4 separate regions of the Mus musculus genome follow, and regions 2, 3 and 4 are each linked to region 1. A link is a contact called in public Hi-C and HiChIP or PLAC-seq data. All regions are on one chromosome and are shown on one strand. The core of a region is the stretch at or near the end of the contact, and the rest is flanking DNA. Distances in the headings are between cores, read along the strand shown. Region 1 holds the start of Kcnk10 (potassium channel, subfamily K, member 10). Region 2 has its middle 36 kb from the start of Gpr65. Region 3 has its middle 13 kb from the start of Gpr65. Region 4 overlaps Galc (galactosylceramidase).

Evidence for each region. A called contact is a pair of places that touch in the nucleus more often than the background predicts. HiChIP or PLAC-seq counts read pairs in DNA pulled down with a chosen protein or histone mark.
Region 2: a Hi-C map of cerebellum shows a contact between it and region 1, with 1.6 times the contacts expected there. The contact joins the enhancer-like site here to the promoter of Kcnk10 in region 1. A contact is called at or near these places in 5 of 39 promoter capture datasets (cranial neural crest, embryonic stem cells, liver and 2 more), 3 of 484 Hi-C or Micro-C datasets (cerebellum, cortical neurons and nephron progenitors) and 10 of 115 datasets of contacts at active chromatin or transcription factors (SST interneurons, embryonic basal ganglia, embryonic forebrain and 6 more).
Region 3: an H3K27ac HiChIP or PLAC-seq map of the NIH/3T3 cell line shows a contact between it and region 1, with 6 times the contacts expected there. The contact joins the enhancer-like site here to the promoter of Kcnk10 in region 1. A contact is called at or near these places in 11 of 39 promoter capture datasets (the HPC-7 cell line, cranial neural crest, embryonic stem cells and 6 more), 27 of 484 Hi-C or Micro-C datasets (B cells, CD8 T cells, the HL-1 cell line and 17 more), 16 of 115 datasets of contacts at active chromatin or transcription factors (the NIH/3T3 cell line, Th17 cells, astrocytes and 9 more) and 2 of 9 other capture datasets (embryonic stem cells and liver).
Region 4: a contact with region 1 is called in a BATF HiChIP or PLAC-seq map of CD8 T cells, with 5 read pairs. The contact joins the enhancer-like site here to the promoter of Kcnk10 in region 1. A contact is called at or near these places in 5 of 39 promoter capture datasets (cranial neural crest, embryonic stem cells, hippocampal neurons and 2 more), 2 of 484 Hi-C or Micro-C datasets (the HL-1 cell line and embryonic stem cells), 2 of 115 datasets of contacts at active chromatin or transcription factors (CD8 T cells and bone marrow-derived dendritic cells) and 1 of 9 other capture datasets (liver).

The regions. Positions count from the first base shown.
Region 1 is chr12:98,569,042-98,576,737 of GRCm38.p6, reverse strand. Kcnk10 (potassium channel, subfamily K, member 10) reads left to right here and starts at 2,026. Exons shown (of 7, transcript NM_001316665.1): 1 at 2,026-2,581. The coding sequence starts at 2,530.
Region 2 is chr12:98,300,976-98,308,909 of GRCm38.p6, reverse strand. No RefSeq gene overlaps it. Among named protein-coding and RNA genes, the nearest start is that of Gpr65, 36 kb to the right of the region's middle. Within about 2 kb of position 1,544, at least 9 of the 459 cell types and tissues checked have an H3K27ac peak or open chromatin away from gene starts, as enhancers often do. A contact at or near this core is called in cerebellum and cortical neurons, where this site is marked.
Region 3 is chr12:98,278,076-98,285,248 of GRCm38.p6, reverse strand. No RefSeq gene overlaps it. Among named protein-coding and RNA genes, the nearest start is that of Gpr65, 13 kb to the right of the region's middle. Within about 2 kb of position 1,623, at least 137 of the 459 cell types and tissues checked have an H3K27ac peak or open chromatin away from gene starts, as enhancers often do. A contact at or near this core is called in CD8 T cells, the HL-1 cell line, the HPC-7 cell line and 11 more, where this site is marked.
Region 4 is chr12:98,213,276-98,220,165 of GRCm38.p6, reverse strand. Galc (galactosylceramidase) reads left to right here. Exons shown (of 17, transcript NM_008079.4): 12 at 3,829-3,915; 13 at 5,683-5,833. Among named protein-coding and RNA genes, the nearest start is that of Galc, 43 kb to the left of the region's middle. Within about 2 kb of position 4,350, at least 27 of the 459 cell types and tissues checked have an H3K27ac peak or open chromatin away from gene starts, as enhancers often do. A contact at or near this core is called in CD8 T cells, where this site is marked.

The DNA of each region.
Region 1 (7,696 bases), core at 777-3,276:
GAGAAGGTGAAGTTGCATTAAATAAGCTGTTTTGCCTCATCACCTAAAGGGGTTTTTGGAGAGATGTGCTTCTCTGTTGATTTTTTGCTGATTCCAATAGAGATGCAGGGAGGAAAGGGTAGAGAGAGGCATGAAAGTGCTTCTGAGAGTCTCCTTTCTGTGGGCTTGGGTAAAGAATTCCTATGCATACCAGTTTCTCTGGGGCTCACAACTGAGAAATGCACAAGTTAGTTCAATTTGCTTTATGTTAATGTCTTGTTCATCCTCGAAGTCCAAGGAGGGGAAAGTGTGGAAACAGCCCAGAGGAGGCTGCTCTCTCTCCAATGCACTCAGGGAAGCCATCCAAAGGGCCGAGGAGGCAGAACAGCATCTCTGGGTGGTGCCAGCTTTCCTTGAACTTGGTCTGCAGAGAACTCAAAGCTTGTGTCTGGGCAGCTTGTGAAGTCAGTGACAAAGCACTTCCCACAATAGCTCCGTAGAGAAGTGTGGTGGTAGTGGTGGTGGTGGTGGTGTGTGTATGTGTATTGATAAGTTGACCCAGGCCTCCCATGAACCTCCAAGGCATCTTGAATGCCAAGCTAGTGTAGGTTTTGAGGACCGCAGCTGGCAGACTTGGGAATAGGACAGTTGTCACTTCTTCTTCCCTAAGTTAAGGCAGTAACCATCAATCTGACCTCCTGGCACGTGTTCTCCGAAGGACACCCACGCCAGTCTTGCCCTTTGCCAGGTGGCCAGCACCTAGGTCTGTGATGGCACACAGAAGGAGTTCGGTATGTAGATGCTGAATGAATAAGAGATTTTACTTACTTATAGGCCAGGGGTCTGAGTTGAACTTCCTATCCAACACCACAGTGAGCTAATCAAACCTTCCTTTAGCAAACATTACACTTCCTTTAGCATATATATTATTAGTTTTGTTGTTGTTAATTATTTTGAGTGTCTGTTATGTGCAAGTCTCTGTTGCTAGGCACCCCAGTGAACTTATAAGCAGAATTCATATGGATACTTGGGTGGCTCTTTCAAGAGCACCGGAGCACTGTTGGCCGTTTCTGGCGTTTTTCTTACCATAAACCCACCTAGGGATTCCAGGATGGGGAGAATGGGGTGGGGCATCTCCCTAACTCTCTGAGAGCACAGCTGAGGGCTGAAGTCTTCCTGCACCCACCATTGGCTGATTTTCAAGGGCTCCCGGGCCACCTCCTTAGCTTCTCCAAGTAGAGTCGCCAAACCTTAGCAACTCCTCTTTCCTCCTGGGCCTCAAAGTCTCTCCCCAGCCCATCTCCCCAGCCTCCAAGCAGGAGCCCCAGTCCAGCTACAGGTAGCTGGGGAAGAGACCAAGCTGTGCCTGGGGAACTAGGCGCGCGATGAGATCGCAGCCAGCGCCAAGCGGTCCCAGAACAAAAGGCTCATGGCTGGTGTTAGCTTCCTTCACTCAGGAGCGCCGTGGGGACCTGGGTTCGGGACTCAGGCGAGAGGACCACGCTGGGGAGCAAGGAGTGGAGTACCAAAAATGAAGTGACAAGAGAGAAAGAGCAGGCACCCGGGGTGGGAGCGGTGAAAGGAGGTCACCCCCCCCAGGCCGAGGTCTGCGGTGGGGCCGCGGCAGGCAGGCCCTTTCCTCCGCCTCCTGCAGAGCCTTCCAGGCAGCCAAGCGTGTCTCCGGCTGCAACTCCACCGAGCACGCTGCGGCCGCGTCAGTAAGTAGCAGCCGCGCCCTCTGCTCGCTGTCTCCGCGCAGCCCGGGGAAGGACAGGTCCGCCACCGCCCAGCGACGAGCCCGGGTGTCCGGGGTCCACGCGCGCCCGGCGTTCTCCCGCAGTGGCGCGGCACCTGCAGCGCGCCACGGGGAGGGTCGCCTTAGCCGCGAGCTCCCCGGGGCGCCGCGCCATCCTTCTGTCCAATGGCTTTCAGCGGGTGGAGAGTGGGGGGCGTCGCCCGGGGGCGAGGAGCCGCGGCTGGGGAGGGGCGAGTGCTCTGTGCTCAGACGAGCGAGGCTGACGTGTCCGCCCGAGCGCGCGGCCCGGTGTGCGCGCGCCTGTGTGTGTGTGTGTGCGTGTATGTATGGATGTGTGTGTATGTGTGTGTGCGTGTGTGTGGATGCGAGAGAGGGGGTACGAACACGCCTTTGGGGACCCGAGGGACGCTGCGGTGGGCTTCACTCCGGCCTCCGCCCGGCGGCTGCTCAGCCTCGCATCTGCCTACCGCGCTTTTGCAGAAGCAGCCCGGCTCTTTGATCCTCTCGGAACCACCCTCAGCATCCGATCTTACTTTTTCTTTCACCCACAAGGGCAGCAGCTGGCCACCCCCTTAACCGGTGCAAACACCCAACCAAGCCAGTGCTCGGTGCTTTCCTCTGCTAGTATTTTCCCCGCTTGTCTTTCTCTGGGGCTCCCCACGAGCCACTTCAGTGCTCCTCCATCCTCACAAATTGTTCCGTTGGTCTGTTTAACCGACGAGTTGTAAATCTTGAAGACTTTATTATTATTATTTTGATTCTTTTCATTTCATCCCCCTGTGGGCAACGGAGCAATGAAATTTCCAATCGAGACGCCAAGAAAGCAGGTGAACTGGGATCCTAAAGGTTGGTATTGCCTACTTCGGGCTACCCTGGCTCTCTTCCACCTGCTGGTGCCTCACTGGCAGGCGTGGATGGGCTTGCTCCCGGCAGGCAGCATGCGTCCTGAGGCTGGGAAATGCGCCTGACAACTGCAGCGTGGGTGGGAGGAGGGCGGAGGCAGCGTGGGTTCGGAACCCAGATCGCGCCTGTCAAGATCACATAGTCGTTGTCCCTCTAGGATGGTTTCACCGTCTATTTAAAGACACACCAAGCTGCTGTTTGTTTTGAAATTATACCAAGTGTTGGTATTTGCTTTTGACTTTGTGAATGTGCATGTACGTGTGCCTGTGTGTGTGTGTCCTTTGTTTCTAGTGATCTTTGTCTCTCTCTGGCAGATGGGTGGGGTGACTCTCACTGGACCTGGAGCTGAGCCTCATGGCCCGCGTGTCCTCAGAGGGACAGGTTTCTTGGCAGCATGTGAGGCTACGATCTGCCCCAGCTGTCCCTGGGGTAGCACTTCTCTCATAGGGCATGAAGCATAATGGAGCCCAAGGGGCTTCCAGAGTCTTTGCTCTGTCTTATTACTAATCCTGCCGACTAGGCTCCTTTGGCTCAGGTTGTAGAAAGGCTGTGGGGAGTGGTTTTTCTCCACAAGGGTGGGTCTGGGAAGGGCTCACGGAGTAACCTACAGCGTGCCCACGCACACAATGGTTTGGTATGCTTTTAGGAGTGTGGGTTCACTTTCCCTTCCTGTAAAGAGTATTAAGGCAGGTTGTGTGGGTGCACCATACTCCTGGTCTTGGCCACTGCCCCACATGTTAATGTATAGATATTGTGGCTCTTTGTAAATAGTATTGGAGCGGGACAAGTTGAAACAGTGTGTCCAGTCACCTCTTAGCTCATATACAGGCTGAATTGGGTAGGATAGGCAGCGCTTGAGTGAGTCTTGGAGTTAAAATGTGTGTGTGTGTGTGTGTGTGTGTGTGAGAGAGAGAGATTATATTTCTTCTTTTAAAGAATATTGTTTTATTTAGTCTTTGACAGTTTTATACAATATATCTTGATCACATCTAATTCCCACTCAGCTCAGTTCCTCCCTTTCAATTTCTTTTATGACTTCATTTCTTCCCTTCCTCAGACTAGATCCAGGAAAGCAAGTTATGTTTGAAGAAAATGTCTTATGACTTGCCTGACTGAAGAGTGAATGAAGAGGTATTGCCCTTCAGTTTGTAAATACCTTCAGTACAGCCTCAGCCTTCTGTTTGGTCTCCAAATCTCTGGAAATTACAAAGCCTGGTAGTTTGGCTTTTATTTTAAATCATCGCAGGATTTATTCGTCAAATACATACTTGACACCGGGCACAGTCTGAGACTTGGAAATATAGTCAGAAGAGGGCAGGCAAAATACCTGTCTTCTTGGAGTTTACAGTGTGGGTGTCAGGTCAAAATTAGTCACTGTAGGGTGGCATTAGGAATTCAAAGTGTAGCATGCTCTGTGGGCACCAAGAGGCTTTAAGAAAGTCTGCTAGAAAACCTTGAAGCTGGGTGTGGTGAGTCCTGCCTGTATTGCCAGCAATTGGGAGCCTGAGGCAGGATTTCCATTGGTTTGAGCTTAATTAACATGAGGCTACCTCGTGAGTTCCCAGTCAACTTAGGCTTCTCCTCTGTCTGAAACAAAACAAGCAGATTGGCAAAGGCCAGAGGAAAGGATGACAGGTTTCCTGAGGAAATGACACCCTTATGGTACTGGCACCTAGAGTGGGAGTTGCCAGGCCAGTGAGAAGAGGCTCTATTTCCTTAGAGGGAACCTCAGAGCAGAGGTTCACAGAGCAGAAGGAACACGTGTATTTGAGGAGCTGAAAACAGTGCTCTAAGCCTAGAGGAGAGAGAAAGTCAGGAATTCGTGCTGCGAGGCATGGCTGGGGATCTCCAAAGCCCCGGTGTTGGTTGTGATAGAGTCAGGTTTGGGATTGAGGAAGAGGGGTCTTTATTTTAAGCCTTGAAGAGGTTCAAGCCGGAGTCACGTGATCTGAGCTAAGTTTCAGAACCATTGGCACAAGATGATTGCAATTCTAGGGACCACATGCCAGGGTGCACTAGCCAAGGCAGTGGCATCGAGGATGGAGAGATGATGCAGGGAGAAGCTTTGGTGACCTGAAATCAACAGGATTTGTGAAGGAAGCACCCAGGTGGAACTTTGGAGGACCAGGATGCAGCTGGGGCAGGACTGGTGTGGAGAAGTGGGGGGCATTCTAGGGTGAGATGGCCCCAGGGGGCAGCAGTTAACAGGGCGGGGGGGGTAGATAGCTTTTGCTAGGAACATCAAGGGACTGTGTTTCTGATGCTGGCTTTGAAAACTTATTTCTGAAACATCTTGTGTCTCCGTGACAAGTGGTTCTCATGAATTTTTTTGTGTTTCACAGCCTGAGACAGAGAAGAAGAGTATACTAGTAACATCTATAGTTACAACCACAGACGCTAAAAATAAACACCACAATAAAAAGAACAGCATTTCACGAGCCAGAATAGGTGCTTGCTCCCATCACTTATGCTCACAATTCTTACTTATAAATGAAAAAAAAAAGACTAACATATGAGGAATGGGTTTCATAATGGCATCTTCATTCATATGTATCATTATACTTTACTCATATTTATATTCTACATCCCAACACCCTACTCCACTCCTACTCCCTCCCTCTCACGGGTCCCCTTCTGGTTTGCTTTCGTTATCTTATTATTTTCATTATTTAAAACATTCTTCATTTAGTTCTATGTGTATGGGTGTTTCACGTGTGTACCACATGCATGAAGTGTTCATGAAGGCCAGGAGTGGGCATGAGATCACGCTTGGAACTGGAGTTACAGGTGCTTACCCAGTTGCCATGTGGGTGCCGGGAATTGAACTCGGGTCCTCTGGAAGAGGAGTCAGTCTTCAGACTCAGTTTTCATAGTTCTTATTTGGTCAAGTAGTTACTGTCCTACTTGACCATTGCTGTTGCCAGGACACCGTGAAACTGCGCTTTCTGCCGTGATCTGGCTCATATCTTTTGTTTCCGAAGGAGCAGGTGACTAGAGTCTGGCCATGGGTGGGTCTTAGAATTATGTGCCAGATACCAGTTGAATGCTTCTCATGTATTAGTTTCCTTAATGCTGAAAGCAGTTTAGGAGGAAAGTATTGTCCTAAATTTAAAAATAAGGGAACTGTGGATCAGAAAGGTCAAGCAACTTGCTCAGAATTGCACAGCTAGTAGGTAGTGGGGCTGGACTAAAATCTGGACTCTTAATCATTCTGTTAGCATGTGTCTAATAGACTCTTGGGACATCTGGCTCTTGCCTGGTGAGTCTTCCGACTCAAGGACTGTCAAAACTTATTGGAGGGAGGTAAAGGAGAAGGAAGAGAGTAAAGAGGGAGAAGGCTAGGCAGAGGAGGGGTAGTCATGCCAAGTCACCAGAATCATTTACTGGTGTTCTCCTGCCTACTCCAGATTTGTATGCTGCTCCAGCAAGTTTTAAGCCCTAGAAACATCAATGCAGAATGTTCTCAGGGCTTGAGGCAAGTGGATCAATATAGTGGAGAAAACTCAAGACACGGGGGTAGAAAAGAATTAGGTTCTGGAAGCAGCTGTGTCATTTACTGGCTGTGTGACTTTGGGGTCTTCACTTAGCCTCTCTGGGCCTTACTTTCTTTCCATTTAGAAAGCAGTCATGGATATGACCTCTGTATACCTGTGGGCTCTTTGTGTACCTCTCCGTCTTCTTGCTCCACCCCACCCTTGTTCTGACCTTTGGGTACTTGAGGCAATGGATTGTCTTTTTCTTTTACCCCCTCTCCTTTTCTGTAAAGGACTCATGTTGCTTTTTGTCACAGAGCTTCTGCATGTGTACTTTGAGCTGCTCACAGTGAATATTCACACACCTGGCTCCTTTCCACCATGCGACTCTCAGGTCACACGCTACCTCCCTTGAAAGGTCTTTCTTGCCCTTTTTGAGGAATCCAGTTCCCTGTCTCTGTCAGGTTCTAGAATGGGTCGTCTGTTGAGGGCTCTTCCTGGCAGTTGCAGTCTGGAGCCACCTTACTTACACACTATGTTGGATGCCAAACTCCTTTGCTAGCCCTCGAGCTTCATGAGCAGGCGCTTCGTCATCTTGTTCAAAATTGTACTCCAGTGCCACAGGAAGTACCTGGCAAACCTTAGTCACTTATAAACCCATTGTTGAATGGTGAACTTGAACTTAGCGGATAGATGGGTGGATGGGTGAATGGACAGACGGATGGGTAGATAGATGGATGAATAGAGACAGGAAGGGAGATAGGGAAGGATTAGCGAGGGGGGAGCTAGGTGGGGGGGGGGGAGAGACAGATCTATTGATGTTTGGATGATGAATAAACAGGTGAATGGAGGGACTGGAGGGTATCCAAGGTTCTGGTATCATGAAATTCTAGACGCCTCAAAGTTGCAAACCACAAAGTACAAATAAAACCAGAAGAAGAAGAAGGCTGTCTTCAGTAGCATGGTGCCAGAACACACATCCATTTCCCCATTTCCTCCTCTCAGTCTCATTTCCTTCCCGGTTCTCAAGCCCATGTAGCACATTGCTTTCCTTCCCCTCTTTCTCCAGGAATCGAAAGGCCGTGTGAGCCTTGAGGTAGTGATGCCAGATGGGTGTGTCTAGCCAGACAAAGATCTGGTCAGTGTTCATTCAGCTAATAGTGGATCTGTGGCTATTTTCAGGCACTTTAATACACTTAAGAAATAGATAAAACCTCCGAACGGGAGCTGGGTTCTTTAAAAAGCTGCACTTTCAGTGGGGAGTTCCAGAAAAATCCCTCACCTTTTGTGTAGCACTCTTCAGTTTACAGAACACTTTTTACAAATGATGTCATTTATTCTTCAAGAAACTATTTTTGCAGATATTAAGAGTGTTAGTCTTGCTGCCGGGAAAGCTAGGATGTAGAAAAAGGGAAGCAACTTCTTTGGGACCCTCAGACTTCAAATAGGTAGGGAACAGAGGCTGACCTCTCTATCCAGGGTACCATCAGTCACACTTTCTTTCCCTCCACGGTTTATCAATTTCAAGGTCACCCCCTCTTCCTACTCCACAATACACTCACAAGTCTCCCTGAGAGAGTGGAGG
Region 2 (7,934 bases), core at 295-2,794, 270 kb after region 1:
TGGTCTAAGAAGTCGCCTTGTTGATGGAGAATAGGATGGGAGGAAATGCAGTTGAACAGCAAGGAAAGAGGTCCCTCTGATCTATCTTTTAAGGGAGGCTCTAGAAATCCCAAGTGACTACACTGAGCTGCAAGAAGTGTGAAGACGCATCCTCTGCAACTGGGGACCGAATATCCCAAAGAAAACTTATTCTCATGTGAAAGACAGAAATTAGGAGATTGGGAAGGGATGAGTAGTTTGGACCACAAGTCAATGAGATGAGAGACTATGGTGATGAAGGTGTTGAGAAGTGGTCAGATTCTGAACATAGCATGATGCAAATGAACCAGGATGTTCTGATGCACTGGCTGTAGGGCTAAAGGAGGGGGGGATAGTGAAGCCTAATGGATGTTGGTGCTTAAGTGATTAAAATGAGCCATTTGTATGAAGCTGGCTTGAGTGTGAAGGCAATCAGTGGTTTTATATTTTAGAATGCCAACTTTGAAATAACTACTAGACATCTAAGTGAGGGTTTCAAGGAGGTAGTTGGCTAGGCCAGCCTGAAGTTAGCAGAGATGCCTGGCTTAGAAACAGAAATTTGGGCTCCATCTGTACAGACATTTGTAAAAATCTATGAACTCTGACAAAATCTAGAGAATGAATTTAGTTTGCAAAGTGCAAATATGACAGACAAGGTCTGGAGTACTCCAACATTTTAAAGGTCACTTTACAACTGGAAGGAATCATTTATAAAAAAGGGCAGAAAACTTGAAATAGGGGTCTGTAAAGGAACAGAGAATAAAATATCACAGGATAGAATGAATAATATACTATAGCAAGTGAAGCTGATGAGATGAATGGGAGAGGAATAGATATGTGGCCATCTGGCTTTAATAATATGAAAATCATTGGTGATCTTGATACTAGCTGACTCAGGGATACCACTGGAAGGTGCCTGGGTTAGGCTCGAGAATGAATAAGATTACAGGAAGGAAGATAAAGGAATATACCTAAAAAAATCCAGCAAGTGGACAGAAGTTGGGGAATAGTGGGTATTCCAGCGAATGATTTGTTTTACTCTTTATTTTTAAGCAGGATATGTTGCTAGATGTTCTGTGCCATGAAGAGAAAGCTCTGTCATAGAGAGAAATTGTGATGGTGTAGGAGAGAGGGAACAGAGCAGTTGGAGGAAGCGCCTTAAGTCAATGTGAGGAAATGGTGCCCAGTGCACATATGGAGGTTTTGGCTTTAGAAGGGAGCACAGACAATTTACCCAGGAGGGGAGGTGTGCTACACAGGAACAGGTGCAGGTGGGCAGCGCAGGAGGTAGAGAAAGCTAATGGAAATTCTCTCTGGATCCTGTCTATTTTCTTATTTATGTGGAATTTAAACTCATCAGCGAGGGTGGGGAGGAGGAAAAGGAGGAGGAGGAGGAGGGAGGGGAGGAGTTGGAGAGTCTTGAGAGACAATAGGATGAAATAGCCACATGAGAGATTAGGTGAATGGATATGAAATTGCAGCGTGGTGCCTGCAGTGGTACTATGATCGAAAGTAGAAACTTAGCCACAGGAGTCTGCGAGTGTGGGAGGAAGCAGAACTGGATGGAACCAGAGCTGGAGCTTTGTCAGGGGAGTACAACAGAGGGGCATGGGAGAAGAGAGAAAAGATAGAAGGAAGGAGTGGGAGACTAAAGACTAAGATTGTGTTTATTAAAGACTCATAAGAAGGGACTGTGCAATCAAACCTGGGCAACAGGGATGCTATCCAGGACACTTGAGAGATCTTGGATTCTGTGCATCAACTCTGGTCTTTATTGAAAAGGTTCGAAACTACTACAAACACAGACTTTGCTATCCCTTCATATGATATATTAGAATAAGCAAAACTGAAGTTAAAAATCTCAAATATCTGACAAGAAGTCATTATGAGAAGACCTGGACTGATGGGGATTCTCCTTTCTTCCATGGTCATCTAAGGGCTCAGGAAGTAATGATGCTCCTCCAACATCTGTCATCTTGTGGATTCAAGGCCTTACAACTTCAGTCAGCCAATAAGGGCATATTGGAGGAAACGTGAGAGGCCTTCATGGGTCAAGGGGTAAAGTGGCACGTGATCATATTCTGTTTATGAAAAGTAGTCATTTTTCTACATGGGAAGTTGAGAAATAAAGTCATTGTCTCTCAAGAAAAATAATGGCTATCTGGTGGGCAGCCAGCATTTCACAGATGGTTCCTATGACCATCATTTCCTACCTCAAACACTCACGAATTCCTCAGGGGAGAAAAATTTATTTCCCCTTCTTCATTATTGTATTGATCTCAAAATCTTGGGTCTCTTGTCACGGGACTCCGGTGGAGTCAGCTTGTCAGATGAAAGACTGAAAGCTTTCTCATAAGGAAAGAGTTTCAAGGAAACTTACTCCCGGATCTTTGGCTATTTCCCTAACCCATAAAATTAATTTTCCAAATCCACATTAGTCTAGTGTATGGATCCATGTGCACTCTATATAGCTTTACCTTATAGCAAATGCCTTTTAAGATTGTATTCTAACATAGCTAAAGCCTTTTCCCAGTGTTCTTAGACTCCAGATAGCAGCAAGGAGCTTAACCCATTCAGTAGCTAATAAAGCACTAGCCATTAATTCAGTGTCTGAAAATAGAGTCTAATATTCTCACTGAGATAGAAATTCGTATTACAGACTACATTCCATGCCAAGAGCAAATTAGTATACTATACTGAAAATGGACAGTCTCCAGATATAGATAAGAATTAACGAGGCCTAGAGAATTTTGGGGTCAGTGACACTACATTAGCCTTGAGGCGTATCAAGAGTTAACTACCCTGAGGCTTTTAACTCTTAGTGTAAAACTCTTGCCTGGCAGAAAGTGCTAATATCTAATGTAAACATTTATCTGGTCCCTACAAATTCCCTTTGTAGTCACTCCCCTTGCATCTGTGCTAATCTCTAGTGTTATACATTTATCTGGTTCCTTTTGAAGTCACTCCTTTTGCACCTGGAAAAATTCAATGTGCCTTGTTCTGCAATTTATTCTGTATTATAAAAGTCTGATGCTCGACTGGAAAATTACATTCAGATTAAACACCTCTCTTGTGTGTCTGGCTGTCTGTCACTACATCCTAATCTTGCCCATCTACTCTAGATACTCTTTCCTACGCAGACACAGGGGCCCAGAGGGTCTGCGGCAGTCTCTATATAGTATTCAGAACTTTTCATAAGGTTCAAATACTATTCTTCAAGTTTTTTGAACTAAAAGATAAGTTACCAGGATTTACCTACTAAAGAAATAGAGGAGACACCACAACAGAGTCTGAAAACAGTCCCTACTCCACAGTGAATTCTGTTGGTGACATGTGTCAGTTAGGTTTTGTCAACTTAACACAGACTAGAGATAACTGGGAAGGGAGAAGCTCAATTAAATCTCAACAAATCTCAAAACATCTCTGAGGCATTTTCTTAATTTCTAATTCCTTCAGGAGATCCTACCCCACTGTGGGTATGACATCCCCTAGGCAGGTGGGCCTGACCTGGACTAGAAATATAGTAGAGTAAGCAGCATTCCTCCATGGTTTCTGCTTCAGGTGTTGCCTCCAGCTTCCTGCTTTGAGTTCCTTCTGCTTTGGCTTACCTCAGTGATGGACTGTAAGCTATAAGCCAAATAAACCATGTATTTCTCCAAGCTGATTTTGGTTAGCGTTTTAGCCCAACAACCCAGAAGCAAAAATAGGACAGGTGGTGTTGATTGTAAAGAACTCCAAACCCTAATAAACCTTCATAATCCTGTGACCCTTTAATTCACTTCTCATGTTGTGATGACCCCCGATCATAAAATTATTTTTGTTGCTACTTTACGACTTGTCAAAACTGTCAAAGACCAGCTTTGACATCACAGGTTAAACTGAGGCAGGCAGTGAGGTATGGAGTTGGCAATCGGGGTCAAAGCTGATAGCAGCTGACAGAGGTTGGTGCTGGTAGCAACAGACAACGGCTGCTGCTGCTGGCAACCAGCAATTAAAGAAATCACTCAGCAGACTTCTTTCTAAGAGAGCAAATCTTGATTCATTGGGCCTGTCACATTCTGTGGCCAGCAAGACAGTCTGAACTTTTCTTACCCTTTAGGGGGGTGGGGGAGCAAGGAAGAAAAGGAAAAAGAGAAAATTCATATATACACAGATACACACTGAATAGATGAAACAAAAGCAGGCTCCTATAACTTCATACATATACATGCATACATACATACATAAATACATATAAACCTACAGACAGATGGATAGACATATATACATTCAGACATTGAAGAGATGGAACAAAGTTCCAATAAGCAGGCTCCCAAGTATTTCACACACAGATATGAATACAATATACATATACACATGTACATATGCATACCTGTACATATATATGTGAACATATATACATATGTACATGTATACACACATATGCATATATACATATATGCATATGCACATATATGCATATAGACATATATACACATATACATTTATACATATTTACTATGTACATATATACACATACATATACACACAAACATACATTTATACATATTTACATATGTACATATATACATGTACATGTATATGTGCATATATATGTGCATATATACATGTATACATATACATGCATATACACACATGTTTACATATGCACATACACACATGCACATATATATATACACACTCACAGCTGGTGGGTGGAGCAAGCTCCAACACACAGTTGATCTTTTTTCTTCTATAGTTGATATATCCCAGCAAAATCTTTCAAGCAGTATAGAATTACAATGTAAATACATTCCATTTTTCTTTTAGCAAAGGATTATAAAAAAACACAGTATGTTCCCCAATATCTTCACATGAAAAAACATAATATAGTACAGGTAAAGAAACCAAATTATTCTCAAGAGCCCATGTACACTCATAACTAAGCAACTTGCTCCAGATTAACAAAGTGTGAGCAAGCAAGGCCGTTTTCTCAGGCAATCTCTCTTACTGGTAGGCAGCAATTAGCCATTACAAAGAAAGGGTCAATTTGTTTTTGTGTTTATCTTAAATAGTAGTCTTATAAGAATCTTAAAAGAATCACAAATCTAAACTTTTGTATAAAGATCAATCATATCTACTTTACATCCTCAGAATGCACATCTGCTCATTAGCAATCATATCAGGAAGCTGAGGGTAAAAATGGCTACAAGGACCGACCGTCACCAGTCCAGCCTCAGTAAGCATCATGGCAGCCAGTGCTGCCATTGTTCCTGTTCCCTGATCTTAAAAAGTCCCTAGCTTAACTATTAAGACTATGCCTGTCTGAACTCCTTAAGCTTATCCACATCAAAGCCAGCAGCAAAACACCTCAACCCAGCTTCACTAACAATTTTATTTTTTCAAATGCTTTCTAAGGTTGGTGGTCATTGCTGACCATCTACATTTCTAAGTTCTTTCTTAGGGTGTTGGCTGAGTCATTAATCTGCTCCAGCAGCAATGCCTGAAAGAGATCAAGCATTGTTATTGTGAGGGCCAGGGATACTGCCCAGGGAGTCCCTACTGCTGGAAGTCCCTGTAGTTTCCATACACTTAGATTAAGAGAGACCTATGAGGGCAGCAAGCAGAGCAGAGCTTCATAACAGCAGGAAGCCCTCAGGACACCCAGTTCTCAGGCCATGCCTGTCAAAGACACAGCCATTGTGATTGTGCTAATTGGTGGTCTGCATTCCAAGAGTTCTAAAGCTGCTTGTCCTTGCTCCTGCCTGGCTGGCCCTCAGCAATAACTGCACTTTCACTACTGTTCTATGAATTGTTATGTAAATATCTATGTTTTTCAATGGTCTTCCGCAACCAATGTGAAAGGGTGGTTTGACCCCTCCAAAGGGGGTTGCAACCCAAAGGTTGAGAACCACTGTACTACAGTTTATGGGAGGTGGATATCAATATCGGGGAGTGTATTATAAGGTGTTGGCATTTTTCAGAACCTACTTTCTGCTGTATGCAGGCAATTTTACATAGTCAGTCTTGTGGCTTTTGGGGCACTATGGTTTTCTTAAAATCTTCATTGGTTGCTGACCTACTTTCCCAATTTCACACACTGCTAAATAGACCACAAGTTATGTTCTAGGCTTTCTGGAAGCTGTGCTTCCTCTGTCTAACTAGCTCACCATCATCTAATCTTCATTGATGTGCTGAGACAAACGCTAACAAAGCCAACACCCTCTATGTTATCTGTGCCATGGGCTGGATTTCCCTTCCTTTCTGGCCTAACTGTCTTTTCCTTAGTTACCTGACTACGCTATCATTAGTTTCCCTGACCCTGAGAAACCTTGAAAGTTCTTTTTCTTTTCTTTTTAATTTTAATTTAATTTTGTTTCATTTTGCCTCTCCTGATTTTTTTCCACTTCTAATGATAGTCTAGCCCACTAGCGAGTCCTTATCTGAGTCCATTCCTTTCTTGTAATAGTTGGCTAAGAGGAACAGATAGGAGCCAGCATACTTTAGTATGTTTATTTCTTGTAGTTGATTAGCCTAGAGTCATGGAATCTAGAAGGAGAGGGAGAGGGAGAGTGGGGGGGGGGGGCGGAGGAGAGTTTCCCTCCATGGTTAACTCAGCGCCTCTATATTACTAGTTTCTGATCAGCTCCCTCCCACTTTAGTGTAAGGATCAACCTAGTGTCATATATCCGGGTGTTAGTTATGGCACTCACTTTTATCTGCCCATCCTTATGTCGATTAGGGACAATGTTAAACAAAGAGACTCTTGATAAAAACACATTCTTCTGGCAAAGACAGTTTCCAGATCAACTGCCATCGTGTCTCAGCTTTTGACAAATTCAGGTCTGATGGTGGATTGACATGTGTTCCTGTAGGGTCATCATCCCAAGCCAGGCCCAGAGAGGAAGGAGCTGGAGGAGGCTGAGTGGATGATGCCTGAAAGTGGACCATAATATTTCTATTTCATTAGCGGGAATGTCATCGCCTGAGAGGGACAGCATGGAAATGTACACCTCATAGGTCCGGGGTGAGGAAAGCCTGGCTGTAGTCAGCTTGTGGTTTTTATCACAGACAACAGGAAGGGACAGCAGTAAACAAAGGATGCCAATTACCCCTTAGCTCGGAGTGTCAGTGTCATATTAGAGAAAGGAGAGATTATAACAGTAGTGGACAGAGCCTGCAGGTTTTTTTTTTAGATCAATGATGGAGTTGGTTACAACAAGAACACAACACAGAGAGAACGTAGGGATTTATCTAAGTTGTCATAGTGGGAGGAGATGGGAAGAACCTTCTGAGAGTTGTTGGACAATGGTTTTTGTTTCCAAATGTTGGCATTTCCTTTATTCGGAAGCTTCTGTTTGCACAAGATTTGAAGAGGAATCACTTACGACCGAGAGAAATTTTAAAAGAGATCCAATGTACCATACCTCAGAGAGAAAAGGCAGTGCTCTGTGACATCAGGGTAGCCTTAACCTGAACACTCACTCAGTTAAATAAGTGATTCCCAGACATACATTATTGGGCTCAAATGATGGTATCTCCCACATGCCAACGTCTCCATGGAATGACTCAAACTTGGGAAAAACAGTTTGCTACCAGGATTTGATAACACGGGGATCACTTGGGACCTTTATACAGGCTGTTTCAGTGAAATCACAAGGAGAAATGCTGGGGTGGGCTCAAGAAAGAATAAGGTTAGAGATTAGAAGAAGGAAGAAAAGAGCCTTTGTGACTTATTTTTCTCCTGGGGCTTTGAGGCTAAATTCCACCTTTTAAGTGGAAGAACACATTTTGAGTGCAGGGAATGGATAATCTCAATGCCAATAATTTTAGGGCAGGAACAAAAAATAGTCTTCATATACAAGAATGGGGAATATTATTTCTTCCTAGAGACACAATGAAATAGGGAGCTGAAGTGTTAAGAAGGATTATTTAAC
Region 3 (7,173 bases), core at 374-2,873, 290 kb after region 1:
CAACTTAGGCATGAGAGAGTTTCCTAGTAACAGCAGAAACAACATATGAGAGAATTGCCTTATAATATTAGCAACAGCACAAAATGGCAGACTAGCCAGGTAATTGTTACCTCGGCTTTAACATTCCTTCTAAGACTTAATATTTTACCTAGACCTTAACAGATATAACCTTCAAGGATTTATCCTAGTGATATACTTCAATAGGTAGGCCTTGTATCCTAAAGGTCCCGCAAACTACCAAAAACAGAGCCATCAGCTGAGGACCTTATATCCAAGTAGTTCCACAAACTACCAAAGTAACACCACCACCATGCTCAGACGCCCGAGCCTGTGTGAGAGATTTCACATTCAAACCGTAATATCCAGGATATCAAAGGCAAAGGTTTAGTAAGGGTTCTTCCAGGACGTCAGTTAATGAGTCTTAATGAGGGCTGCTAACTTTATGAGTTAGAGGTGTCCTTGTTTCTCTCTCATTTGGACCTCACCTGCCCTGCTTATTCAACAATGAGACACTATAACATCGCCTCACTTCCATGTTCCAATTTCCACTAGGGAAAATCTGACTCAGATTGGGTTAAATGAAGAGGTCTGTTTGGTTCATACAATTATCCTATGCCGAGACTCACCACTTTAGGAGTCAGTGTCAGGTTTCAGGTTCTTTTTTTTTTTTAAGGTATTTAGCTCATTTACATTTCCAATGCTATACCAAAAGTCCCCCATAACCCCCCCCCACTCCCCTACCCACCCACTCCCCCTTTTTGGCCCTGGCATTCCCCTGTACTGGGGCATATAAAGTTTGCAAGTCCAATGGGCCTCTCTTTGCAGTGATGGCCGACTAGGCCATCTTTTGATACATATGCAGCTAGAGACAAGAGCTCCGGGGTACTGCTTAGTTCATATTGTTGTTCCACCTATAGGGTTGCAGTTCCCTTTAGTTCCTTGGGTGCTTTCTCTAGTTCCTCCATTGGGGGCCCTGTGGTCCATTCAATAGCTGACTGTGAGCATCCACTTCTGTGTTTGCTAGGCCCTGGCATAGTCTCACAAGAGACAGCTATATCTGGGTCCTTTCAGCAAAATCTTGCTAGTGTATACAATGGTGTCAGCGTTTGGAAGCTGATCATGGGATGGATCTCTGGATGTGAGGTAACCCAATCACAAAGGAACTCTCACAATATGTACTCACTGATAAGTGGATATTAGCCCAGAAACTTAGGATACCCAAGATATAACATATAATTTGCTAAAAACATTAAACTCAAGAGAACGAAGACCAAAGTGTGGACACTTTGCCCCTTCTTAGAATAGGAAACAAAACACCCATGGAAGGAGTTACAGAGACAAAATCTGGAAGTGTGACGAAAGGATGGACCATCTAGTGATTGCCATATCCAGAGGTTTCAGGTTCTTTAAGCTTTCTTCTCTTCTACTTGTTGCTACTTCCTGGTAACAAACTGACCACAAATATTTCAGGCATCTTTGTGGCACATTGTATCACCACCAGGAGGCAGAGAAAGAGCCTTTTGGGCATGTAAGCAGCTCAAGTCACATACCTACCACTGAGCCACTCATTGCAGCCAGGAGACTAAGCTGACTAATTTAGCAACTAACTGCATATTCCATCCCTTGAGCTAAAACCATACTTGCGGCCTTTAGTCATCCCCAAAGAAGCGTCTCTTTGGTAAGCAGAGCTACACGACTCACAGGAATGTGTCTGTGCCCTGGCTCCTACCCAATTTTGCCAGTGAGCCCCTTGCCCTGGTATTCGGGGAGGTAGGAAATACCAGAGATACTTACAGGGTCACTAAAAACTAAAGTTCATTGTCGCGGTGATAGTACAGGAGGAAACAAACCAAACGCCCCCCTCTTCGTTTTTATTTAGCATTTTGTAAATCTCGCTTACTCTGGTGTAAACCTCAAAGAGGAAGGACAGTTCAGTAATGACTGAAGTGGAATTTCCCATAGGTCAGCATGTGGTCTGGAAGCTATAGCTGACAAAGATAATGCAATTGTGTGTGTGTGTGTGTGTGTGTGTGTGTGTGTGTGTGTGTTACCAACAGAGCCTGATGCCACCATGTAAGCTACAATGAATTTCATGGGTCTGTGGACTATTAAAAATCAGGAGGGGGTGTCAGAGGAATGGTTCACAGATTTAAGAGCACTGGCTGCTCTTCCAGAGGGTGCGTTTCTCAGCTCACAGTCATCTGTGAGTCTAATTCCGGGGGATCTGATTTTACTCAGGCACCAGGCACACATGTATAATGCACAGACATACATAGGCAGGCAAAGGAAAAACAGTTTTCCTGAGTCAGGCTGGTGGTTGGGATTCCATGCTGAGCACGCCCACTACTCCCAAGGCTAGAGAACTGAATCATCGGGCACGCCTCTACTACTTTACTCCGACAGACAGTAAAGACGTCGAGGTCTTCTAGAGGGAAAATTATTTCAAACTTATTTTCCTTGTGATCTTTACAACTTTCAGCTCAAGAGGGGTCCAAGCCATAGGCTCGCTAGGGTCCTCATTCCCTCAAAGCTACCTTGATGTACAACACTCTAGGCTTTCAGCGGCCCGGAGACCTTCATGGCAGAGGCCTGCCTCAGTGGGCCACAGGGCTACACAGGCTGAGTCTCCCTCAGAGGAGCCTGAGCTTCAGCTGTAAGGAGAGAGCCCCAGCCATCCTTAGTCTTGTTTATTCCCCCCTTCCTGCCAGGCTTCAACCGGGACAGAACCCTGTCTATTGGAAATGAAATTTCCATACAGAAGGAGAAAATCATTTTTTTCCTGTAATTTGTAAAGCTTGTGAAAAAGACACTATCATGATTTTTAAATCAAGTAGTGGGACATTTAAAAAAGCAATAAAGATATTTTCATAAAAAACTTTCAGCTTAAATGTGAATATCCATAAAGGATTTTGGAATCATGCCAACACACACACACATACACACACACATACACACACACACACACACACACACACACACAGAGAGAGAGAGAGAGAGAGAGAGAGAGAGAGAGCAATTGAAACTGAATCATTATCCTTACTCCACAATAATTGTAACAACTCATGAGATCATCCAGGTGAAGGTAGGAGCTATTCTGAAATTCCAACCACAGCTTTCAGTTGCCATCAGCCACATCTTAGTGTCAGCAAGTCTTGGAGACAGGATCAGAAATTTTAGGATGATTCTGAAATGAATTCTTTTAGAAGGATATTTATAGGCTCAGTCAAATATCCAAGAACTTTAAAATACTAAGATCTGGAAATATTTTCATGGCATGGTAAAGTTAGAAAAATGTCTTGGTTTTGGATTTTTGAAATAGCTCACATTTCCCAATTAATGAGGTGTATATTTTTATTTGAAAGCTGGAATTGAACAACATGGAGGCCGTAGTTCATTCATCTATTTCTAGTGTACATGAAGTTTGTTAGTGTGTGTGTGTGTGTGTGTGTATGTGTGTAAGAGATATTTGTGTGGTGTCTGTAAGAGTATGTGTCTGAGCATGAGTGCAAAGAAGCCAGAAGACACTGGGGATCCTCGTCTCTCACTTTCTGCTTTATCCCTTCAAAGCATGGTCTCCCTGCATCTGGAGCCTGTGTGTTTCAGTCTCAGTGGTCCACTTATTTCCAACCTTGCTGCAACATCAGCATTCCAAGCACACATGAAACCACACCTGACATATTACATGGGTGCAAGGATTCAAACTCAGGTCTTTTGAGTTGTACAGCAAAGGCTGTTAATTTCCTTGCCATCTCTACAGCCCCTGGTTTGCTTCTTGAACACCGAATTGAAACATCATTTGAGGAACTGTAACCTACTTTGAACGTGTAAATAGCCATTGGTGTTTTGTGAAAGGCGTCTGAAAATTATAAGCAGAAGAAAAACAGGTCGCAGGCTATTATATGTTTAATTATACGCAAAAGCTGCTAAATTAGAACATGATGACATTACTGTTCTTTGTCGGAGGACGGATTTAAGCGTTTCAAAATAACAGATGCCAGTTTGTGTGAGCTGTGATCTAACAATAATTAAAAATTTAAAACTGCAAATATACTGAATTGCATCTTGAGCTCAGCACAGTCATTTCATAATAGCAGGTTCACATGCAAACTGCCTACAACAGTTTAATCTTATAAATACACACATTCAAAGTTGGCTAGCCCTATAATCTTAGATTTATTCACTTTATGTGTAATGAGTGTTTTTTTTTTCCTGCGTGTATGTGTGCCTGATGCCCTTGGAGATCGTATGATTCTCTGGAAGTGGAGTTACGGATACTTGGGAGCTCCTATGTGAATACCTGGAAACCAAACCCAGGTCCTCTGCAAGAGCAACAAGTGCCCGTAACCACTGAGCCAGCTCAAAGTCTGTAACCCAGCTTCTCAGAGAGAAGGACGGAATATGGGTGTGTTTTCTCTTTTATTTTTAGGTTACAGGAGGTGTTTGCTGTTTGCTTGGATTAAAAAAAAATACATCTTAGGTCACTTTGTGAGCTGTGGTGAACACATACCTGCAAAATTCTGTGCTAGAACGTGATTGCCCCCTCGTGGTCACAATAGGGACTAGCCCTGCTCATCACCAAATGAGAGAAAAGAACAATCTTTACTTCACTCAGTATCTGACCTGCTTTTGTGGTTTCTAATTCTTAAGATCGCATGCACTCAGCTAATGCAACTAATACATAGTTTATCTCAATGTGGCCCATCTTCAATATATTAGGAGGACCAAAAAACAAAAAATAAAGTAAAATGAAGAAAAGAAAAAAGTATGGTGTTTAATTGTTTTCCCCGTCTTTTACTTGAATTGAATTGGGTTTATGCTAGGAATAAATAATACTTTAAAAATACAGCTTGTATTTTGTATTCATGAAACATCGATTTCCTCTTTCCAAGGTGTCTGCCTAGGAAATTTATATAAACAACTAACTTAGGACTACATTTTCTAGAATTGTACAAGGAAAAATAAGGATAGATGCTTTTTAAAAAAACAACTCCTCATCTGTGGGAGGGGAAAACTAGGAGGAGGGGTGAGAGGAGAGGCTACCATCAGGATGTATTATATTAGAGAAGAGTAAATATAATAAAGGAGAAAATTAGAATGTGGTAAATGTACTTATCAAATAGAGTCTCATATCTTGAGGGGGTGAAAATGTCTGTGGCTGAAAGCATTCTAATGTATACAATATATTTATTTTACTATTCTGAATAGAAAATAAAATATTGGGGGTGGGTGGGAAATAAAATAAACACACCCTTATCAGCAACTTTCAGGGAGAAAGAATAGAAAGACGGACTAGGGAAGGAAAAGATTTGAAATGTTTCCCTCAGCTGCTGATTGATAAATGACCAAATGAACCCAAATGGTGCATTACTTCGGATGTTATTTTAATTTTCTTTTATTTTTGTGAGAGAGAGCAAGTTTGTTGGCTGTGTCTATGCATTTGTATTCAGCAGTGGCTCTCTTTTTCAAGAATTCTTTTTATTTCATAAAGGGTTCCCAGCATAGATAAATCTACTTATCACAAAGCCTTCTTGGGTCAGCATCCATTGCTACAGTAACAACTGTTACCATAGCAACTGGGAATGGGTTTAGGTAGGAGACAACAGGGCCCAGTACATGGATAAGAGAATGGTGAAACTGGGATTTGAAAATCAGGCCCTCAGAATCATAGAATTGATAAAGATAAAGAGATCCCTATGTGCTCTGTATCATGGATTCCAGTTTGAAATCAAACTCACCTAACTAAAAATAAATAAATCAGGTAAACAAAATCAACAGAGGTAACTGGTAAGTAGCGATTTAATCATTACTCTAAAGAATAGGCACCAGCGTCCGTGGAAGCCTTCTGTTAGCTTGGTGGTTGAGAGAAGGAGAAGAAACGCATCAGTTTGTACAAAAAAATTTGCTACAGATGTTGTTCGGGAGATGAAATATAATTTGGACAACACAAGGAGTTAATTATTTATATATCTTTCCACTCATGAAAATTCCCTAAATAAGGCAGGGAAGTAGAGGCAAAAATCAAACAACGACCTGCATATAGTCTTTTCTCTGCCTATCTAAAAAATGTACTTTAAAAAATCAATCTGAATAAAAAAACAAAAGTCACGTGCAAATTAAAATGAATATCTACCTGTATGGTGATACATTTAGTGTATCTTCTCTGAGTGGGGAATGCCCAAGAGCTGGAGTATTGAGAATTTCCCATAGACCCAGAAAACCTTGAATCTTCTTAAATGCCAGTGTTTGACCATCTGGAGAGTATAACAGCCATGTCCTGGAGCCAGCTCCAATGGCTCTCCTTCCTGTGATCTACTCCTTTCTGCTTCTTGGGTAGCTACCCACAGTCCTGACAAAGACAGGTGTAACTACTAGCCATAAACAGACAGCTCACAGCTGTGCACACTGCTCTATTTGTTAAAAGCAGATGCTATCACGGAGCACAGACATACCTGCAGGCAAAAAAAAAAAAAAAATCCACGCAATAAGATAAAAATAAATAAACCTGGAAAGCAGGAGGGCAACACTGTTTCTGCATTTTGTAGGAAGCAAACTTTGGGGAAAACATTGCAAAGTTGCAAACAATGGGTGAGTGAAGGAATTGACCTTCCAGTTTAGATTCTTTGTCAAAAAAGCACCGGGTAAGAACAACTAGAAGTTCTTTTCCCTTCCAGAAAAAACTTGCAGTTTGAAGGGAGAATCATAATGAGGAACTCTGCAAGTCTTTAAAGATCCAAGCGCTGACTTTTCAATGCTGATTGAGTTCAGTCATGTCCAGAGTGCTCATCATAAGGGTAACCTTCTGACTTCCATATCAGTGTGCCTGCTCTGAGAGGAAATGCAAGTTGCTAGACGGCCCTGGCAGCCTGGCATTAGGGAAATTAATTACACAATATTTTCAACCAGCGTTGCAGTGTTAATTATCTAATGATAATGTTTTGGTCAGTGGTTGTGAACGTTTGTGTTTCTCATGTCTTTTTTCAGTAACTAAAGAAAAATCCTAAGCAAGTTTCTATATCAGTATGACTACTAGCTATATTATTTCAAGTTCTAGAGGTATAAATTAGTGCTATGGCTCTCATTCTCACTAAACCTGAAATCTACATTAATTTTTCATGCATAAGGAAATAAAGGAAATTGAAAAGTATTTTCTAAATACCATAAAAGACCAAAGTC
Region 4 (6,890 bases), core at 3,101-5,600, 360 kb after region 1:
TTCTGTGAATCTGGAGATTATTGCCTGTCATAATCTTTGTGTGTGTGTGTGTGTAAGTCTAGAATTATCATTGTCTGTGGCACTTATGGTAATTGCAGACTTAGTTGAAATTATCCTGCTTATATAATAATGATAGTTAATGATAATTATTAAATATGAAAAACAATTTTTGATCTTTTAGAATGTCATTACTTATTTGTACAAGATCTTCAGTTCTGGGTTATTCTCTGTCAACATATCAGATCAATATTCACTTAGCATTTTTGCAATTATATATTCTTTGAAGGAAAAATATTAGAACATAATCTTTGAACAAGGTAAATTTTATATGATGATTGTAACATACAAGAAGGGAGAAGAAAACAGTTTAAGATTTTATAGTAATTGTCTTAGTCAGGATTTCTATTCCTGCACAAACATCATGACCCAAGAAGCAAGTTGGGGAGGAAAGGGTTTATTCAGCTTACAATTCCATACTACTGTTTATCACCAAGGAAGTCAGGACTGGAACTCAAGCAGGAGCTGATGCAGAGGCCATGGAGGGATGTTCTTTACTGGCTTGCTTCCCCTGGCTTGCTCAGCCTGCTCTCTTATAGAACCCAAGACTACCAGCCCAGAGATGGTCCCACCCACAAGGGGCCTTTCCCCCTTGATCACTAATTGAGAAAATGCCTTACAGCTGGATCTCATGGAGGCATTTCCTCAACTGAAGCTCCTTTCTCTGTGATAACTCCAGCTGTGTTAAGTTGACACAAAACCAGCCAGTACAATTGACCCCTTGCCAACTTGACACACAAACACATCACTAGTAAGCCTCAACCCTTACATTCTTTTTTTTTCTGTTTCTTTTTTAAAGTTTTTTTTTATTGTGTATTTACTTCATTTACATTTCCAATGCTATCCCAAAAGTCCCCCACACGCCCCACCACCCACCCACTCCCACTTCTTGGCCCTGTCGTTCCCCTGTACTGAGGCTTATAAAGTTTGCACGACCAATGGGCCTCTCTTTCACCCCCAAGGTCTAAATAACTTTAAACGTCCCACAGTCTTTACATATTCTTAAAATTTCAATCTCTTAAAAATATCCATCTCTGGAAGGAGCTCAGGGGACACAGAAGCTCAGAGTACACACATACAATTGTATCATTGCTATAAAAAGTTATTTAAAACTATATCTCTTGCATATAAATGGAAAAGACTCAGGTATTTGGTCAAGTGGAAATATTGCTAGGTACAGGTGTCTGTGACCACACGGAATCAAATACAAAGGTCACAATGAGGCTCGGCAGCTGAGGATGGCCTGGACCCTCTGGGCTGGCCAGGGACATGGGAGAATCATGTCACTTGATTATAAGCTCCTTCCAGTGACCAACTTGCAGGTGGGCCCAGGCCAGGGCTGGAGAAAAAGCTCTGAGACTTGTGGGTTTCTACCTTCAAAAATTTGGACCAAAGTTCTGTTTTCTACCTGCCTCTGACTGTGCCCAGTTGAGAGGCTGACCTCGAGGCCTTAATGTCCCTCCTGCACGGCCGCCTCCATCCTAGCCTGTTTCTATGGGAGGGGTTCCCTGCACCCTGGTTCTGTGGAAGGCGTGGAAGAGTGTAAATATTTATGATTTTATACCTGTGGGGCTGAGGCGGTGCAGAAGTCCTTTATGGTGACAGATGTATATTTTGGTAACGACTACAGGCTCAGTATTGTCCTGGGGCCAGCCCTGGCCACATCTACCCCATCCCAGATGGTGTATTGGGGGGAGAGGGGCTTTCCATTAAAGCAGTTTTATAACCGAAAAAAAAATATCCATCTCTTTTAAAATCCAAAGTCTTTTTACAATTAAAAGTCTTTTAACTGTGGGCTCCACTAAAACAGTTTCTTCCTTCAAGAGGGAAAATATCAGGGCACAGTCACAATCAAAAGCAAAAAATCAATCTCCAACCATCCAATGTCTGGGATCCAACTCACGATCTTCTGGGCTCCTCCAAGGGCTTGGGTCACTTCTCCAGCCATGCCCTTTATAGCACATGCATTGTCCTCTAGGCTCCAGATGCCTGTATTCCACTGCTGCTGCTGCTCTTGGTGGTCATCTCATGGTACTGGCATCTCCAAAACACTGCATGACCCCTTCAGTCTTGGGCTGTCAATTGCAACTGAGGCTGCACCTTCACCAATGGCCTTCCATAGCCTCTCACAGTGCCGAGCTTCAGCTGCTCTGCATGACCCCTTCATGCTTTCAAAACCAGTACCACCTGGGTGACCCTTATACATTACCAAGTCCCGCTGCAGCAGGAGTACAACCTTGGCTATCTCTGGAACACAGACTCTTTGTGCTTTAAGAAAACACTTCCCAGAAGATGTCACCTCAATGATGATGGTCTCTTCTTAATCACCGCTAATTTCTTAGCTCCAGCTAACCAGCATCAATAGTCCCAGTAATGCAAAGTTTTTGCTTTAGTAGTTCTGGTATCTTGTTAACCACAGCTGATTCTTCAGCCCCAGCTAACCAGAACTACAGAATCTTCCCAATCAAAACAGCAATGGCCCTGAAAATTTTCCCTCTGAAATTTCACAAGCCAGACCTCCGTCTTCTGTACTGTTCTCAACATTATCTTCCAAGCTCCTACACAACATCTGACAGAGCTCTTAACAATGAATGGATCTTCTAGCCAAAGTCCTTCCACAGTCCTCCCCAAAACATGGCCAGGTTGTCACAGGAATACCCCACTATGCGGGTACCAATTTGTCTTAGTCAGGGTGTCTATTCCTGAACAAACATCATGACCAAGAATAAAGTTGGGGAGGAAAGGGTTTATTCGGCTTACACTTCCACACTGTTGTTCATCACCAAGGAAGTCAGGACTGGAACTCAAGCAGGTCAGAAAGCAGGAGCTGATGCAGAGGCCATGGAGGGATGTTCCTTACTGGCTTGCTTCCCCTGGCTTGCTCAGCCTGCTCTCTTATAGAAGCAAGACTACCAGCCCAGAGATGGTCCCGCCCACAAGGGGCCTTTCCCCCTTGATCACTAATTGAGAAAATGCCTTACAGCTGGAGCTCATGGAGGCATTTCCTCAACTGAAGCTCCTTTCTCTGTGATAACTCCAGCTGTGTCAAGTTGACACAAAACTAGCCAGTACAGTAATAAACAAAGACATTTTAGAGTAAATAGTTAAATGTTTAACAAGGTTTTTACAGAGGGCAGATGAGTGTTTTGCATCGAAGGCACTAAGACCTGTTTAATCTTCGCTAGTGTTCTCAGGTGTTAATGCAGTGGGTTAATTAAATGAGTTAAATGAGTAGCGATTTCTGGACTACAGTGCTCTCCTCTGTAAAAGGAAGCATGTTAGGTTTCTTCAGGGACACTGGGCACAGTGCTAGAGGCAAGCATGTTAGAAACAGGCACACTCCCGAACATTCGCAGCGGAAGGGAGTTTAACAAGGAATGGTCGTAGACTCATGCTGGACCTACCTAGTGCAAGGTCAGAGAACACATACATGCTCAAAAGGGGACGATGACAGGGGTGCTTCTGAGCATGCCCAGTTGAGTGTTACAGTGATTAAGCTGGTGCCAGTCAGTGTCCCCAGGCTGTGTCCCGCTTTCCTTACGCGTTTAGGTGAAACGAAAGCAGAAAAAGACAGGTCCCTGGAGGCGGTTAATGCAGCTGCTTGCTGCTCCTGGTGACAGGACGTGAAAGATTGGCTTAAACAATGTCCTGTTTTCCAAACCTAGAGGTGGTCTTTTCAGCGACTGGAAACAGTGGGCATTGCTTTCTTGAGGTATTAATAACAGGAATTGATGAATCTCTCAAGTATGTTTTCTTGTGTTTTCTCCACAGAGAGAAATACAAGAGCTGCAGGTGTGGTATACCAAGCTGGGAACTCCGCAGCAGAGACTTCATTTTAAACAACTGGATACTCTATGGGTAGTTTTATCATTGATTTCTATGCTTGGGACGTTACAACGGTAAAAAGGGGCAAATTGGATCAATGAATTAAAATGAAGATGATTTTATGGCTACGGGACAGTGGAGATAAAATGCATTCATATCTTCATCAGAAATCGTGATGAAGGTGTGAGAAGCTTTTATGTGCACCGCTGTGCTGTCCTTAGACACTAGTTATGTTGGTGGCTGTGCCACCATTGCCTGGCTGCCCCCCTTTGAGACCATCCGCTCAGTCTGTGTCCCCACAGCAGTTGACTGTAGGCAGTCCTGCCCTCTGTGGGTTTCTCTTATGCTTTGTTCTTTCTTCTCTCTGCTACTCGTTTCTGTTTGGTCTCCCTTATTCGTGGACAGTGCCCCAGGTCTCAGCAGTCAGTCAGAATCTCAGAGCCAGCCATCACAATGCTAGAGAGTGGGGTGCCTAAAATAGGAACGGATCAGCAGCTTTCCCCACATAGCTTTCCTCACATTCCCCATGTGAGCCCCACTGACCTGTCACGTGACCCTCACTGTCCTCTCAGGAAGCAGAAAACAGATTTCCTTTTCAGATGCTTATCTCAGTAGCTGGTGTTTCCTCCCAGAGTGAACGTCTCAATTTCCTTCATATCTGTGAAGATATGTCACCTCAAGTGTGGGTTTCTTCAAAGCCTCACTCACTGGGCCCAGTGTCGGGCTCTGTGGGTCTCATCACAGGCTCCCCACCACTTTGCTGTCCTGGAGGTTGGGGATTTGCCTTATTTTGCTTTTAGTCCAGGGGTTTATGGTGCTTGGAACTGGGTGACTTCTCAGGAAAGATTTCCAAGAATAAAGAGGCCCCAGAAAATAGGTTAATTACATCATCTATTTGACTTAATCTGATGGATTTTTAATAATGATTAATGTTATAGTTAGCTAGTCAATATCAATGGTTACATGCCCATTAGGCCACTCTGTACTTGTATAATAGTTTGCTAGAAATAACATAATCAAATTGATCTCCTGCATAGGAATATTGTTAATCCTGAGGCAGAATGTGGCATCAGATATTCATGGTTCTGCATCTATTTACCCTTAAAGCAATGATACGATGCTAAACCCTTTAATTCAGTGTAGATAAAACTCATTAAAGTTTCAAAGGAGGTTTGAGCTCAAGCCCACATTAGTTATGTGGGGATTCAAACGGCTCCAGAGGGCTACGCTTATTACAGGACTATGCTCTAGGGAGTATTTCCCCGGGGCCACACTTCGAGGTGAACTAAGCAAGACCTTTATAAACATGTGGTTTAATTCTCAGTGTATTGTTAGCTTCAAGAAGGCTAACTGTGACACAGAGTCAGCCTACTAATTGAAATCTGAACTGACTATACGATGAACAGATTTTAAGTTTTATTTCTTATTGTAAGATGTTTCTTGAGGTGTCTGTGGGCTTTGTGGGTTCTTTTCTTTAGCAAGGCTCTGAAAGAAGCAAGCAGGCTGCTGAGTTACATTAATTGAATGTACCCAAGCTTTAGAGAGCTTACAGTGTAATGGAAGAGTAGGGTGACAGATAGACCTTCAGGTATCTTGTCATTGGCACCCCCCATCTGGTGAAATTCTATAAAATATTATTTATACACTTCTAAAATACCCTTAAAGTTGTCAAGGGCCTGGGTACTTATTTCTGGTCTTCCTCACGTGTTTAGGAGGTCCTAACAGAATGGCTGTTCACGCTTATTTCTTTTACCGCTCCCCAGCACCTGTCCTTGAACGTGGGGCTGTCTTCTCTTTCAGCTCCTTGACGGCAGCGGCAGTTTCACACTGGAACTGGAGGAGGACGAGATATTTACGCTCACCACTCTGACCACAGGTCGCAAAGGCAGCTACCCTCCCCCTCCCAGCTCGAAGCCCTTCCCAACCAACTACAAGGATGATTTCAATGTTGGTAAGCAGTCTTAGCCAGGCGCGACCTGTCATCCACCTTCTGTAGACGTAGGGCAGGGCTTCTTCTTGTCAGACTGGACGGAGAGTAGCCCTTGGAGCAGTGGCTCTCAGCCTTCCTGATGCTGCAATGCTTTAATCCAGTTCCTCATGCTGTGGTGACCCCCAACCACGACATTATTTTCATGGCTACTTCATAACTGTAATTTTGCTACTGCTATGAATTATAATACAAATATCTGATAAATAGGATGTCCAGTTTGTTTGAAACCCCAGAGGGGTCGCGACCCACAGGTTGAGAAGCACTGCTTCCGCGTTTTATTTGGTTCAAAGGTAGCTAGTGTTTCTAGTTCTTTGATGTGGATTTTTGTTTTTCAGTTCCAGAAGAAATGCAGAAGTCATTGTGAGAATGAAAGTTATAATTCTAAGTTGTTCTGGGTGAAACTTAGGGTGTATAGCTAGGTGCTGCCGTCCTGGAGGCATGTGGAGGCTAAACCACCTTATGTATCTTAGTACGAGGGACTTGAGTGCCTAACACAGTTATGATGTAATGAGGGGCTCCAACTCATTGTTTACTGGGGGGTTATAGTCTAGCTCTCAGGTCTTTAGGGGGATCTGCTGTAAAGTGATTAGAAAAGCCTTGATGGGTAGGTAACTGGGGGAAACCATATGAAAACAGAAGGCATGCGCATTGTGTTTGCATCTCAGAGGACCCAGCAAGAACAGCATTTGGTGGGATTGAAGGTTTCAGAGAAGAGTCAGGTAGCTCTGTTCTTGCTGGGTCCTCAGAGTTGACAACTGTAGAAAAGCAGCACGCAGAGGATTAGCATTGCCAGTGTGACGTACCGTACCCCGTGCAGGGGCCAGCCCCGCTTGTTGCACCCAACAAGGGGACTCTGCCACTCACTGCTGGCTCTCGCAGTCCATGACAGGACATGAACTTTCAGCTGATTGGCTCTAGTACAGGCATCTGGTCAATTATTTGGATATATTTCCAAATACATCACACACACACACACACACACACCCTAAACTTTGTTTCTAAGTATTATGTTTTATAA